Regions from separate parts of the Mus musculus genome. Here region 1 is linked to region 2. The links are chromatin contacts, called in public Hi-C maps. All regions are on one chromosome and are shown on one strand. Each heading gives the region's core, a stretch centred on a gene start, on an enhancer-like site or on the middle of the called end of the contact. The rest is flanking DNA. Distances are from core to core; before and after follow the strand shown.

What was found. A called contact is a pair of places that touch in the nucleus more often than the background predicts.
Region 1: a Hi-C map of the G1E-ER4 cell line shows a contact between it and region 2, with 2.0 times the contacts expected there. The contact joins the promoter of Rc3h2 here to the enhancer-like site in region 2. A contact is called at or near these places in 17 of 39 promoter capture datasets (the 3T3-L1 cell line, 3T3-L1-derived adipocytes, the HPC-7 cell line and 11 more), 2 of 15 datasets of contacts at CTCF or cohesin (CD8 T cells and the NIH/3T3 cell line), 152 of 484 Hi-C or Micro-C datasets (3T3-L1-derived adipocytes, the 4T1 cell line, the AML12 cell line and 79 more), 12 of 115 datasets of contacts at active chromatin or transcription factors (CD8 T cells, the HPC-7 cell line, the SCID.adh cell line and 5 more) and 3 of 9 other capture datasets (adipose tissue, liver and pancreatic islet).

What each region holds. Positions count from the first base shown.
Region 1 is chr2:37,418,975-37,425,101 of GRCm38.p6, forward strand. It overlaps Rc3h2 (ring finger and CCCH-type zinc finger domains 2), which reads right to left and starts at 3,929. Exons shown (of 22, transcript NM_001100591.1): 1 at 3,793-3,929; 2 at 458-493.
Region 2 is chr2:37,372,597-37,378,664 of GRCm38.p6, forward strand. It overlaps Rc3h2 (ring finger and CCCH-type zinc finger domains 2), which reads right to left. Exons shown (of 22, transcript NM_001100591.1): 16 at 5,712-5,925; 17 at 5,255-5,339; 18 at 4,759-4,840; 19 at 4,538-4,672; 20 at 4,293-4,400; 21 at 4,046-4,194; 22 at 1-2,832. The coding sequence ends at 2,637. Among named protein-coding and RNA genes, the nearest start is that of Pdcl, 16 kb to the left of the region's middle. Within about 2 kb of position 3,610, at least 35 of the 459 cell types and tissues checked have an H3K27ac peak or open chromatin away from gene starts, as enhancers often do. A contact at or near this core is called in the 4T1 cell line, the C2C12 cell line, DN2 thymocytes and 11 more, where this site is marked.

The DNA of each region.
Region 1 (6,127 bases), core at 2,679-5,178, 47 kb after region 2:
ACAGAAGGAGAAATACTCAAGTAGAGGCAGAACCTTAAACAGGCTCAGACTCCCAAGCTATAAGTTCCTTGATATAAGTCCAAATTCATAATATACAAAGAGTAACAGACTTGTTTTATAGATGTAAATTACAAACTTCTTTACCGAAATAAACAGTGTACTAGCAAAATACTTTCATTTTCTGTTACTCGTATTACATAGTCAGTTCAGAACCATGACACTTTTAAAAAGTCAGAATAGAGCATATGTCTTTTTCACTACTTTGTGTGTAAAACATAATAGTGTAACACAGTATTTTATAATTCTGTTTATACACTTATACACTTAGAGGTTGGTTGTTAAACAATCATTATTTACATTTGAGTACTATAGTGGACTACACTGACACTTCCCCATATAGAACATATCAAAGTAATTAGTTTTGTTCAAGGATGTAGCTCAGTTGTAGAACACTTGCCTAATGTTTGTGAAGCTTTAAATTCAATCCCCGGTACTGCAAAACAAAACAAAACAAAACACAGCTTTAGACTTAAAATCATACTAAAAGCATCAGAAGTACAATGTAAGATTTAACCTAAAAACAACAAGCAAACAGAGCTAATAGAAGCAAATTCTACATCTCAGCTCTCAAGAAAGAGATTTTGGATAAAAAAAGAGCTATATCACAACAACTGTTGTTCTGTTTTAATCTATAAAATTGATGAGATCAAATTTTACTCTTCAAATTAGGGGCTGAACCCAATTTTTAAAATAAGATAGAGCTTTCAATGCATTCTAATAGGCTTCTTAATGATGGCTAAACATGAAATACTTCAAGACTGAACTTACTTATTCTGCCTCTAAATAACTTTATCTTTCTTTTCTTTTCTTCTTTCTCCATTCCTAGCTGTCCTGGAACTCAATTTGTAGACCAGGCTGGCTTTACATTCAGAGATACACCTGTTTCTGCCTCCCCAAGTACTGGGACCAAAGGCTCACGCCACCATGTGGCTAACCTTATCTTTCTTATTACTGAAGTTCTTAGTTACTCTAATTATTCTGACTCTAAAAGGATACCATTGGGAAAGTTTTGGGTTCCACATGTATGTATGTATATTTTTATGTATGTATGTATGTATGTATGGTGCCACCGCATGGCAGTTGAGTCCTATAAATACGAAGGAAGTTCAGGGCAAGAGGACAGTTAGCAAGCTAAAGGTTAGCCTAGGCTACAGAGCAAGTTCCACCCTAGGCTGGGTCAAATGAGACCCTGAATCAAAAATATCAAAAAACTTCCAGCAGTGGTGGCACATGCCTTTTATCCCAGCACTCAGGAGGCAGAAGTAGGTGGATTTCTGTGAGTTCAAGGCCAGGATGGATTACACATAAAAAAAATAAATAAATAAATAAAAAAAAAACCCACAAAAAAATACAACAATCTCTGGTTTTCAAAAAGAAAAAACCATAGCGGAATCAATTTTGGTGGTTTATTTTATAAGTAAAATATCATTTTAACATGTAATCATGTAAAAACCTAAATATTAAAATGTTATAGAATATTCCATTAAGTCTTTGAAATGTAGTATACATTTTGCATTTAACAACACATTTCAAATTACACTAACTCCATTTTAAGTCCTTAACTGTCACATGTGGCTATCAAGTAGTAAAAGCAAATCTCGACTACAAATAATATAAAATAATACTCAAGATCTGATTTTTATTAGAAATTTTGAGGTACGAGTCACACACTTAAGGATTTAGAAATGGAATTAGAAATTAGAGATGTAATCAACAATTCTCACGAGACTGGGTACAAATCATCTTTAATTTCCAACTAGCTTTATTTTTAATCATAGACTTCCCTTTTCCATCTCTAGGAAATGAAATTTCAACCAGGTCCAACCAAAAATAAGCATGTACTTATTACAGCCTTGTTAAGCCAGGGATGGTGGTGCACACCTTTAGTCCCAGTGTTCATGAGGCAGAAACAGGTGTTCTCTTGAGTTCAATATTAGCCTTGTCTACATAGTGAGTTACAGGACAGTCAGGGCTACTTGTGAAGGGGAATCTTGTCTCAAAGAACAGAACAAAACAAAACAAAAAACAAAATAAACAAAACTTTTTACAAATTTATAGCATTTTTACCCATCACATAACGTACAGGCTCTAGTCTTAAAATATAAAATCCTAAGTGTAGAAAATAATGCCTCTGACAACTGGAAGGCAGCAAATTACAAACACAGAAACTAAATTAATGAAAACATGAACAAGAACGTCTTCTTGCATGTCATACTAACACAACAATAACTCATGGGGTAATTCAAAGGCTCCACTAATGAATTAGATTTCAATTCAATTCTCGAAGAATAAAAGCCTGTTTAATTATGGTACCTGTCTTCCCTAAACAAGACTAGAAAATATATTAAGTGTTTTGTCCTTCAAGCAATTTTCCAAACTCTGAATGTGGGAAACATGAATCACCAAATCAACAAAACAATGGTAATATTGGAAAATAGCCTTTAATAGGATAGAATAGTCTCTGGGTTTTCAAGAACTGACTGTGTTAGTAAACAATTTAAGTAAACAATTTAACATGGATATTGATGTCAGATCAGTGATGTAGTTTTTTAACCACATAAAAGGTAAAAACAGGAATCTACAAACTATTCTTAATGAGTCCAAGTCTTAGGCTGTGTATACAAGTTAACCACAAAGAGACTAGACCCACCAACTAGAACATTCGTTTCTTTCCTTCTGTCAAATAATATCACTTTAGTGTGCCATTATTAGCTTTCTCTGGTTAACTCCAAGTTTTTACTGGAACTTTAAAGCCTGACTACTAAAAATGACAGGAAGATTTGTAAAACACTTTTAACACTTTATTCGGGATATAAAGTCAACTCTAATTACAGTGGGTCAAGATGAGAAGAAATTCCTTAGGGTCCTAAGGTTAGGAGGACAGTGGGATTAAAAAGAACCGAGGTGGAGCTTAAACAAAAATCTAAACAGGTTGAGAATCACTGAATTTGAATACTTAATGTCTGTGATTACTTTAGACTATTTTGGTCTGAAGGCTGTGTCTGCCAGTATCTTAAAAACTCTGGTGATTTCAAGGATGGAAATGACAGCTACCCTTATCTCCTTCCTAACGACAGAAAAGTACAGCTGTTTCTCTTAGAAACAAAGATGCTTTCTACCATTCTCCTAAGATGGTGGAAGAGTCTCCTTATGAGGCTCCCCCAAGGAAAATAATAAGAAAGGGGGAAAGAAAACTATAGCAGAATTCCCTGGCTGTGCTTCATGCCATCGCTCCTAGTCACATCCCCTGGTCCAGCCATCTCCCTCCAGGGAGGTTAAGCCCTCCCTGGGCATTGTTTAGCCAGGGTCCCTATTTACAACACTCAGATCGCCTCCATCCCAGCGCTGTGGTCTCGGTAAGCCCAAGGGCTGAAAAGAAAACGCTAAGACAGGACCTGATCTCGGGGACCTTTTCGAAAGCCCCTCTTCCTACATGGGTTAAGCAAAGAAGGAAGCCGGCCTCTGTTCGGGTGGGATCCTCAGTGGTCAGAGGCGTCCCTTCAGCCGGTGCTGGAGAAAGGTGGCCATCTGAGCGTTTCGCTTCGCATCAAAAAGCCCTACCAGAGCGAGGGGCCTCTCTGTCGTGTCAGGTGCGGCCCGCGACTCCCAACCCTCGGGGTACCGGCGGCCACCGTGCACAGGCCGCCGGGCAGAGACAGCTCCCCGCCCCACCTCTGAGGACCCGGCAGCCGGGCCAGGGCCCCAGCCGCATCTTGCCCGCCCCCGCCCTACCTGAGGGGCCCGGGCGGGGTCGCTAAGGGCCGCTCCCGGGGGCCCCGCGACGGCGCGGCTCGGCGACGGAGGCGCCTCGTCTCGCCGGGGCAGAGCTCGGCGGCGGTTTCAGGGCCTCAAACTCCATCGGGAGCTACAGGGACAGCCCCGTTGGCGGCGGCGAAGGCCGCGACGGGGCCTCCTCCTCCTCCCTCCCTCCGCCTCCTCCTCCTCCTTCTCCTCCTCCTCCTCACCACGGAGGCGGACCTGGAGGGATCCCGATTTAGCTCTCGCGAGAAGATACTGTTCACTTCACGCGAGATTACGCAAGCCCGGGAGTTGGGGCAGAAGGGAAGCGTAGTGGCCCGGCCACCAGAACTGCGCATCAGTTTCCCTCTGAAGAAGAAAGCCACCCTCGTCACATGACAAAGGAACCCCAGAGTACTGTGGGAGATGATGCGAGGACTAGGCAAGACGAAGGGCCTTATGGGAAACTCCCTGCACATCTAAGCCTTGACCAGGAGGCTTGCAAGATTGAGCCAACGTTAAATTTATCATCCATAGAGCAGAACCTGCTTCATCTATGTTACAGTCTACTTTACTCTCTTTGTAGTGAGATACTAACCAGATTAGCAAATAATTCTCCAGTTTACAAAAACCAGGACCAAAGTGAAAACGTTTGGCAAACCCACCTACCTCATCTAAAATCCCAGATGCCTCAAAAGTGAGAAGGATCAAATTTTACAAGTTTTGGAATTATAACTCAATATTTGTTAGAGGACTTATGGCAACCTGTAAGGTAGGAATTATGAAGAAAGACTGAAAATAAGGATGAGAAAAGCAACAATTATAAACAAATATGCCAGGCTGTATGATAACTGATATTTTAAAAGCATTTTAGTTTTATAGTTAATTTATCAAAGTAATCCTAAAAGGTTAATATTGTGAATCTATGCTAATGATGTGCAACTGAATGTGAAACAAAATGTTCAGCAACATCCATGATAATAATCTGTATGTAAGTTAGAATATGGAAATTTCTCTAATGAAGCTTTAAATATACATGAGTTATAATCCAGATGTGGGGCTGGCGAGATGGCTCAGTGGTTAAAAGCACCGACTGTTCTTCTGAAGTTCCTGAATTCAAATCCCAGCAACCACACCGTGGCTCACATCTGATGCCCTCTTCTGGAGTGTCTGAAGACAGCTACAGTGTACTTACATATAATAAATAAATAAATCTTTAAAAAAAAATGCAGATGTGATGGTGCATCCCTGTGAACCCAGCAATTGAAAGGTCCAGGCAGAATCATAGACTGAACTGCTTACAACTGCAGCTCCAGTGACACAAAGCTTCTGGCAAGTGTGACAAGATCGGCTTTTTAGTTTTTGCATTTTGTTTTTTTTTGTGAAAGATCCATTGGCCCCACCTGTTTGTTGTTTGTTTTGTTTTCTGGTGCCTTGGCTAGCCTGTAACTAGCTCTGTAGACCAGGCTGGCCTCAAACGCAGAGATCTGACTGCTTCCCAAGTGCTGGGATTAAAGGCATGTACCACCACCTGGCAGCCCCACCAGCTATACATTAATAACTCATTATTCATAATTTCATCCAATTATGTTAATCAAAAAAGAAAGTTTCCCAACAATCAGGTGTACATTTTGGTATTTTCTTTTTGTTTTTGTTTCAAGACAGGGTTTCTTGTGTAGCCCTGGCTTTCCTGGAACTCACTCTGCCTCTGGAGTGCTGGGCTCAAAGGTGTGCACCATCACCACCTGGCACATTTCTGTTCTTTTCAACTGGACAGTGATGAGTAATTTTATATATACATGTTCCCTAACCTACTGTGTGTGCATTTTCCATTCTACTTCCATTTGATATTTTTCCATTTCACACAGGAAACATTCCCCAAACATGGAAAACCACATTAAAAGTTAACAATCACACCTTCCTTTCCCTATTATGTTTTTTAGACAGGGCTCAAAAACCTGTATAGTCTTGGCTGTCCTGGAATCACTCTATAGACCAGGCTGGCCTTGATCCTTGATATCTGCACGACCCAGCTTTCCCTATCATTTTTTAATCACTGGCATTTTTCCAAATTAATTTCAAAAACTTAACAATTGTTTGTCTACCTCCATTAAAATACAAGCCCTATGACAGTTGGTAATCTGTTTATCTACCTTTTAGTACATATATAAACCAGTAGGTAGGTTCTTTTTTTTTTTTAAGATTTATTTATTATTATAAGTACACTGTACCTGTCTTCAGATGCACCAGAAGAGGGCGTCAGATCTCATTATGGATGGTTGTGAGCCACTATGTGGTTGCTAGGATTTGAACTCAGGACCTTTGGAAG
Region 2 (6,068 bases), core at 2,360-4,859:
TAAGGTTGGCAGGTGTACACATACACTGATGAAATGCAGTTTACTGAACAAGTAGGCAAACACCTAAGCATCCCAACCCCTCCAGAAGAGCACAACCACGTTTCAAAATTTCAACTTTAAAATTAAAAAGATAAGGTTAAATACACAAGATCAATTTATGTAGTATATAATCACCCTCAGAAAGTGCTGAAGATGTTCGTGTAGCTCTGCTGCACAGAGGGTTCTTTCCCTGAGGGCACATAAGGAGCTCTCAACTGTTAATAGGTCTCTATTTTGTAACAAAATAGCAATTTTAAAATCTTAAAAAAAAATACATTACCTTCAACATGGAAGATCTCACTATTAAATATCCATGAAATAGACAGACTGGTTTACATAACCTTTTTGGAATTACAAACAGAAAGAAAAGAAAAGAAAAGAAAAGAAAAGAAAAGAAAAGAAAAGAAAAGAAAAGAAAAGAAGAGAGAAGAGAGAAGAGAGAAGAGAGAAGAGAGAAGAGAAGAGAAGAGAAGAGAAGGAAAAGAAAAATACATTGGAAACATTTCAAATGTAATAAGCTCATATTTATAGAAAGGTTCTGATATAAATTATATAACAATCATGTTCCTGTAATATCCTAGGCTAATTTATAATGTCAGAAATAAGTTAATGTAACATGGTTTAAAACTCTTGTTCCTCTTCATTTCAGGTTACAGAGTAAAATAAATAAAATGTCTTTGTAGGGATGGGGAGCACTGGCCATGGCAAAAAGGTACAGTACTAACCAAATAAAACTAAGTCAAGGCTACTGTGCTGTTATGTTATAAACAAACATCTTCATACACTTGAGTATTAAATAAATGTGTAAGATCTTCCATACTGACACCAGAATATCAAAACTACCCCTTTGTTTCTCAGGTATTATTTACAACGTATCAGTCACCTTATGAGCATGTTCATTAAGACAGGTATCAAACACCAGTATTTACTCATTCCAATCAAGAAATTTCAGGGAAATGTTAACCCTCCCACCCCTGGAAATGTGCACAAAACTTTTATCAAAATCTTCTCTGATACAATGCTGTGGTTTTTGTAAAATAACTAAATAGCTCAGACGACCAATAACATGATCCTGTTTAAGCATCTTGCTAGCAGGAGAAGCCCTTACATACAGTACACCTGGTGAAAGATCAGCTTGGCTTAAAATATTCCAGTACAATTTTCAGAGTAAACAACTTCACAGAAGTTAATTAAAAAATAATAAAAGTCAAACTAATCTTAAAGAAATGGAAGAAAAACAAAAAGATAAACTATTAGATTACTACCAGAAAGGCATGCCCTGCTTTTGTTTTTAAATATTGACTGAAATTTAAGCTTCAATAAACTACTACCCACAAATCTGGGGCAGAGCTGGTTGAACATACTGCATACTTTCAGATGCCAAGTGAAAATTTCAGTCACATTATGGCAGGGCAGAAATTATTCATGTTTTTAAGTATGGGTAATGTTAGCCAATGTTCTACTACTACATGGTTCAAAGTCTTATCAACCTAACAGTCAGAAAACAAGAAAATTAAACCCAACATGAAGTAACAATAAACAATATCTAACTAAATAATGCAATGAACACCCAAATTAATTTCTTTAAATTAAAGACCCAGCAATACCATCTTGTTAGTCAGTGCAAACGCTACATACAGGGTTTTCTCAAGAAAGCTGAAAGCACCTGATTCTTTTGCCAAGTCATCAGATTCAATAATGTACAGGCTTAAATCTGCATTTTAAAAAATTGCCATTACATTAGTGCATAATTTATCAAAATTGTAAAAACGATTCTGCATAACTTAGGAGAATTTAATATCTAGTACATCAGCTGAAAGACTTAGGCACTTGGTTATATTTTTAATTAATTACTTCAACAAGTAGCCTGTGTATAAATATTAACAAAGCAGAAACTATTCTTGAAAAATGGAAAATTAAAAAATTAAATGCTACAGATAAAAGCACTGCACTACACTTCTACATATAATGCAGTAAAGAAAGCTATTATAACCCTGTAAAACTCTATGGTAAGAACATCTAACTCCACTCTCAAAAAAAAAAAAAAAAGACAGAAAAGAAAAGGAAAAACAAAACAAAACAAAACAAAAAAAGAAAGAAAGAAAAATCCATGCAAAGTCCAATGAAAAAGATAAATAAAGCAGCTGGAATGAGATGGAAATTTCTCTCAGTGAAACATAAAATAGAAATAAGTTAATTAACTCTACTTTCACTAGATGTATCATTGTAGGATCCTGCTAGTTTAATAACTGAGTTGTTAATTTACTGTAGAAGCCATTTAAAATAGGAAATGGCTCAGTTACTGCACCGGATTGCTACAAACTCATAAAAAGCTGCTTGAAGCTTAAGTTAAATGTTGTCCAAATTCCAATAATTTCTGGAAAGTGAACATTACCCTAGTAAAGTAAATTTTCTTTTTTTTCATAATGCTAATGCAAGAGGGCTTGAAGTATCAAAGAGTCCACAGGAAATGGATGCCCCCAGTAATATCTTTTTTTTTAAAAAAAATATACATTATATAATATATATTATATATATAAAAAGCTAGTGTAAATGCTTCCATGGTGTGGTCACAGATTTGAAAGCTGAGCCTCCTTTCAGCTGTTAACCATCTTCCCATTTGCAATAGGTTTTAAAAAGTCGTTTTTATCTTCAGACATAACGTGAGTTTTCAGAATGAGGTTGCCAACACTGACAGATGTGGTGATGGGGAGGCAGCTTGCACTGCTAATAGACATTGGACGTGGCTGGCTAAAGCAAGATGTTACCGGCAGAATTGGTTTTTGCTCCTCCCTGAGAGAAAATGACAGTGAAAGCAAATTAACTTATGTACAATTTAAGAGTTATCACATTTGCTCTCTGAAAGCTACTTCAAACTCTAAGCCCACAGAAAAGCCTATCTTCTTTATTAAAAAATGTATTAAGTAGGGGCTAAAGAGAAGGCTCAGAAGTTAAAGCACAACTGCTACTCCAGAGGACCTGGGGGTTCAACAGCCAAAACCACACAGCAGTCTGTAACTCCAATCTCAGAGGAAGCAATGTCCTTCCGGGCCTCTTTGGGCACAAAGCTTGCACACACATAGACATATATGCAGTCAAAACACCCATACACATAAAAGCTAATAAATAAAAATTAAATAATTTTTAAAGTATTACAAGTCACTAAAAAGGTCATATTTTCAAAATTTAAAAATTAAACTTGATAATTTGTGTCATCTAATCAGTATTTTAAGACCAGGACCAAATATTTGGCAAAAATTATACAAAATAGCAATATAATAGCCAAGAACATCATAACAAGATTTTTTAAAACAAGAAACATTCAGCACAGGTTTTTGTTTGCTTTAGTTTTTAAGGTTTTTTAAAATAAAATTTATGTATACAGTATTTTGCTTTCATGTATGTATGTGCACCACATGTGTACAATGCCCTTGGAGGTTGCAAGAGGGGGGTTGAATCACTTGAAACAAGAGTTATGGATGGTCATAAGCCACCATGTGAATGCTTAGGCTCAGGAACAAACCTGAGTCTTCTACAAAAAACAAGTGCGCTTAACTGCTGAGTCACCTCTCCAGCCCCTTGTGGTTTGCTTTTTAGACTTTGTGGTTTGTCTTCCTCTGGAGTCCATGACAACTTAGAGCATATAAATAGCAGATTCTGCCTGTGCTTCCCAAATACTGAAATAATCTAGGATTTATTTTTCCATCCTATGATCTTCAAGTTTGGTCAAATTGAAGAACTATAACCTGATGTTAGAGATAAGAGAACTTTCATTCCCAAATTGAGTTTTGGTTTTAAAATAAACTGCTTTACTAGTTCAAATTCCTCTAAAAACACAGACTGACCAAATCATTACTTTATTATACAAGGTTTCCCCATAAATAGAAAAAGGCAAAAAAAAAAAAAAACAAAAAAAAAACAAAAAACCAAGAATCTACCAGCACATCTAGCGCTAAGTATTGATCGCCTCTACCCTCTGATTATGAAGGGTCTGTCTAACACTCACAGAATCACATGGTCTTCACCTAAACTCTGTCTCTTCGGCTTTCCTGGGTCCTTCTGGTGCTGCTGGGCTGGATGACCATTTTCCACTGCTGTTCCATTGAGCAACTGGTCATTTTGAGAACTGATACCAAGTTGTATGTCCAAAATTTCCTGAGAAAATAAAATGTTAATCCTTCAATATGACAGTATTTTATGTATTTTAATTTGCAACAAAACAAAGCCACTACTTATCCAATTGAGGAACTTACTTCAATTTGTTCACTCTGGCCATCAGGTTCATCAGTATCAAGGGCTGAAAGCTCTAACTCAATATCCCTATCAGGCTTTGTATCTACAGTGTCTTCTGTGTAGTCATTCTATAAATTAAAAAAAAATTATATTAATTTTATACCTGCAGAATCTCTTTTAAATAAAAATAAGAAGCCTAATGGTACAGTTAAAGATTTAGTTCAGAAGTCTGAGAGTGTATTGCTGAGAGGTTCGGTTCCCTTACCTCTCCATTTCTTAGTTCAATTTCCTTGCTTAGAAGATTTAAAGTAAGGTGACGGCCTTCATCCAGGGAATTCCACTTTTGTTGCATGGCCAGAGCATTAGCTTCCCTCTGAAGAAGTAATGAGTTACTCTTGGCCTCCATGAAGAGAGAAGAAAACATAAGCTTAGCTTTCAATTATTATTTTACGTTTTAAAAATCAAAGCTAAATATATAGAGCCTACCTGCTGAAGTTCAATGCTCAAAAGGTCTCCGGTACTAGAATGCTTTCTATGACCAGATAAATCAGTAACAATGAATCTGTCCCTTTAAAAAGAATTATATTTACTGTAGTTAAAGTGAGACATAAAGGAGCCAAAGCAATAATGACTCTATGTTCTTTGTAACGATCACTGAATGTGTTTTAGTCACTATTCCAAATGTAAAATTTGTTCCAGAAAGTTTTTTTTTTTTTTTTTTTTTTTTTTGAGACAGGGTTTCTCTGTGTAGCCCTGGCTGTCCTGGAACTCACTCTGTAGACCAGGCTGGCCTCGAACTCAGAAATCCGCCTGCCTCTGCCTCCCAGGTGCTGGGATTAAAGGCGTGCGCCACCACGCCCAGCATTCAGAAAGTTTTTACACAGCTCAAATTAGCAAGGCTTAATCCATGGACAACCAGTAATGATTTTTCTATTTTAGGTGCATGTAAGTTTGAGAGTAAAGGAAATGAGAGTATAGTTACCGTTCAATATAGTGTGCTGATGATGTAGCATCGTTGCCATATGAACTCCACCTTGAATCGACAGCATTCACGTAAGGGACATAATCTGCATGGAACACAGAAAAACAGTTTAGAAAGGCAGAAAATAAGCCAGACAAGGTGGTACACATCTGCAATCCCAGCACTCAGGAGGCTAAGGCAGAAGCACTGCCACAGCTATGCTTTGAGGCCAGCTGGGATATAGTGAGAACCTGTCTCAAAAAACTAAAAAAAAAAAAAAAAGAAAGAAAGAAAGAAAGAAAATTTAAAAATCAGAATATAAATATGTACTATTTAAAATGGCAATGTATTTTTTCCCACTAGCCAAAAATTCTACTTAAACCATTTCATTCTCATATTATTAAGTTTTCTACCTCAGAGGTTAGGAATAAACAGTACATGGTAAAAAAAATTCCTTGGTATTAGTAAAATGGCTTACCTGATACGCTGATGGGCTTAGTTGCACTTCCTTGGGAAGCAGTTGCCTGGACGGGATCTGTTGTATGGTAACCTGTTCGGGAGGATCGGGAAATTGCACCCCATTTTGAGATAATGGGTCCGTCACTAAAGGGAATAATTGGGTCTTCTTCTTTTGTCCTTCTCTGAGCTTCAAATAAATGCACTCTTCTCTTTACATCCCCACTGTCCAGGTCCTACACAGACCAAAAAATACCCATGAAAGAGCTGCTGACGATTGCTGTAGCTAAAGATAAAGTATGTTCTCAAAACACATAATTAGGTTTTTCTGGTCAACTTTATACTAACTTTAGATCTCAATGGTATATAACAACTATAT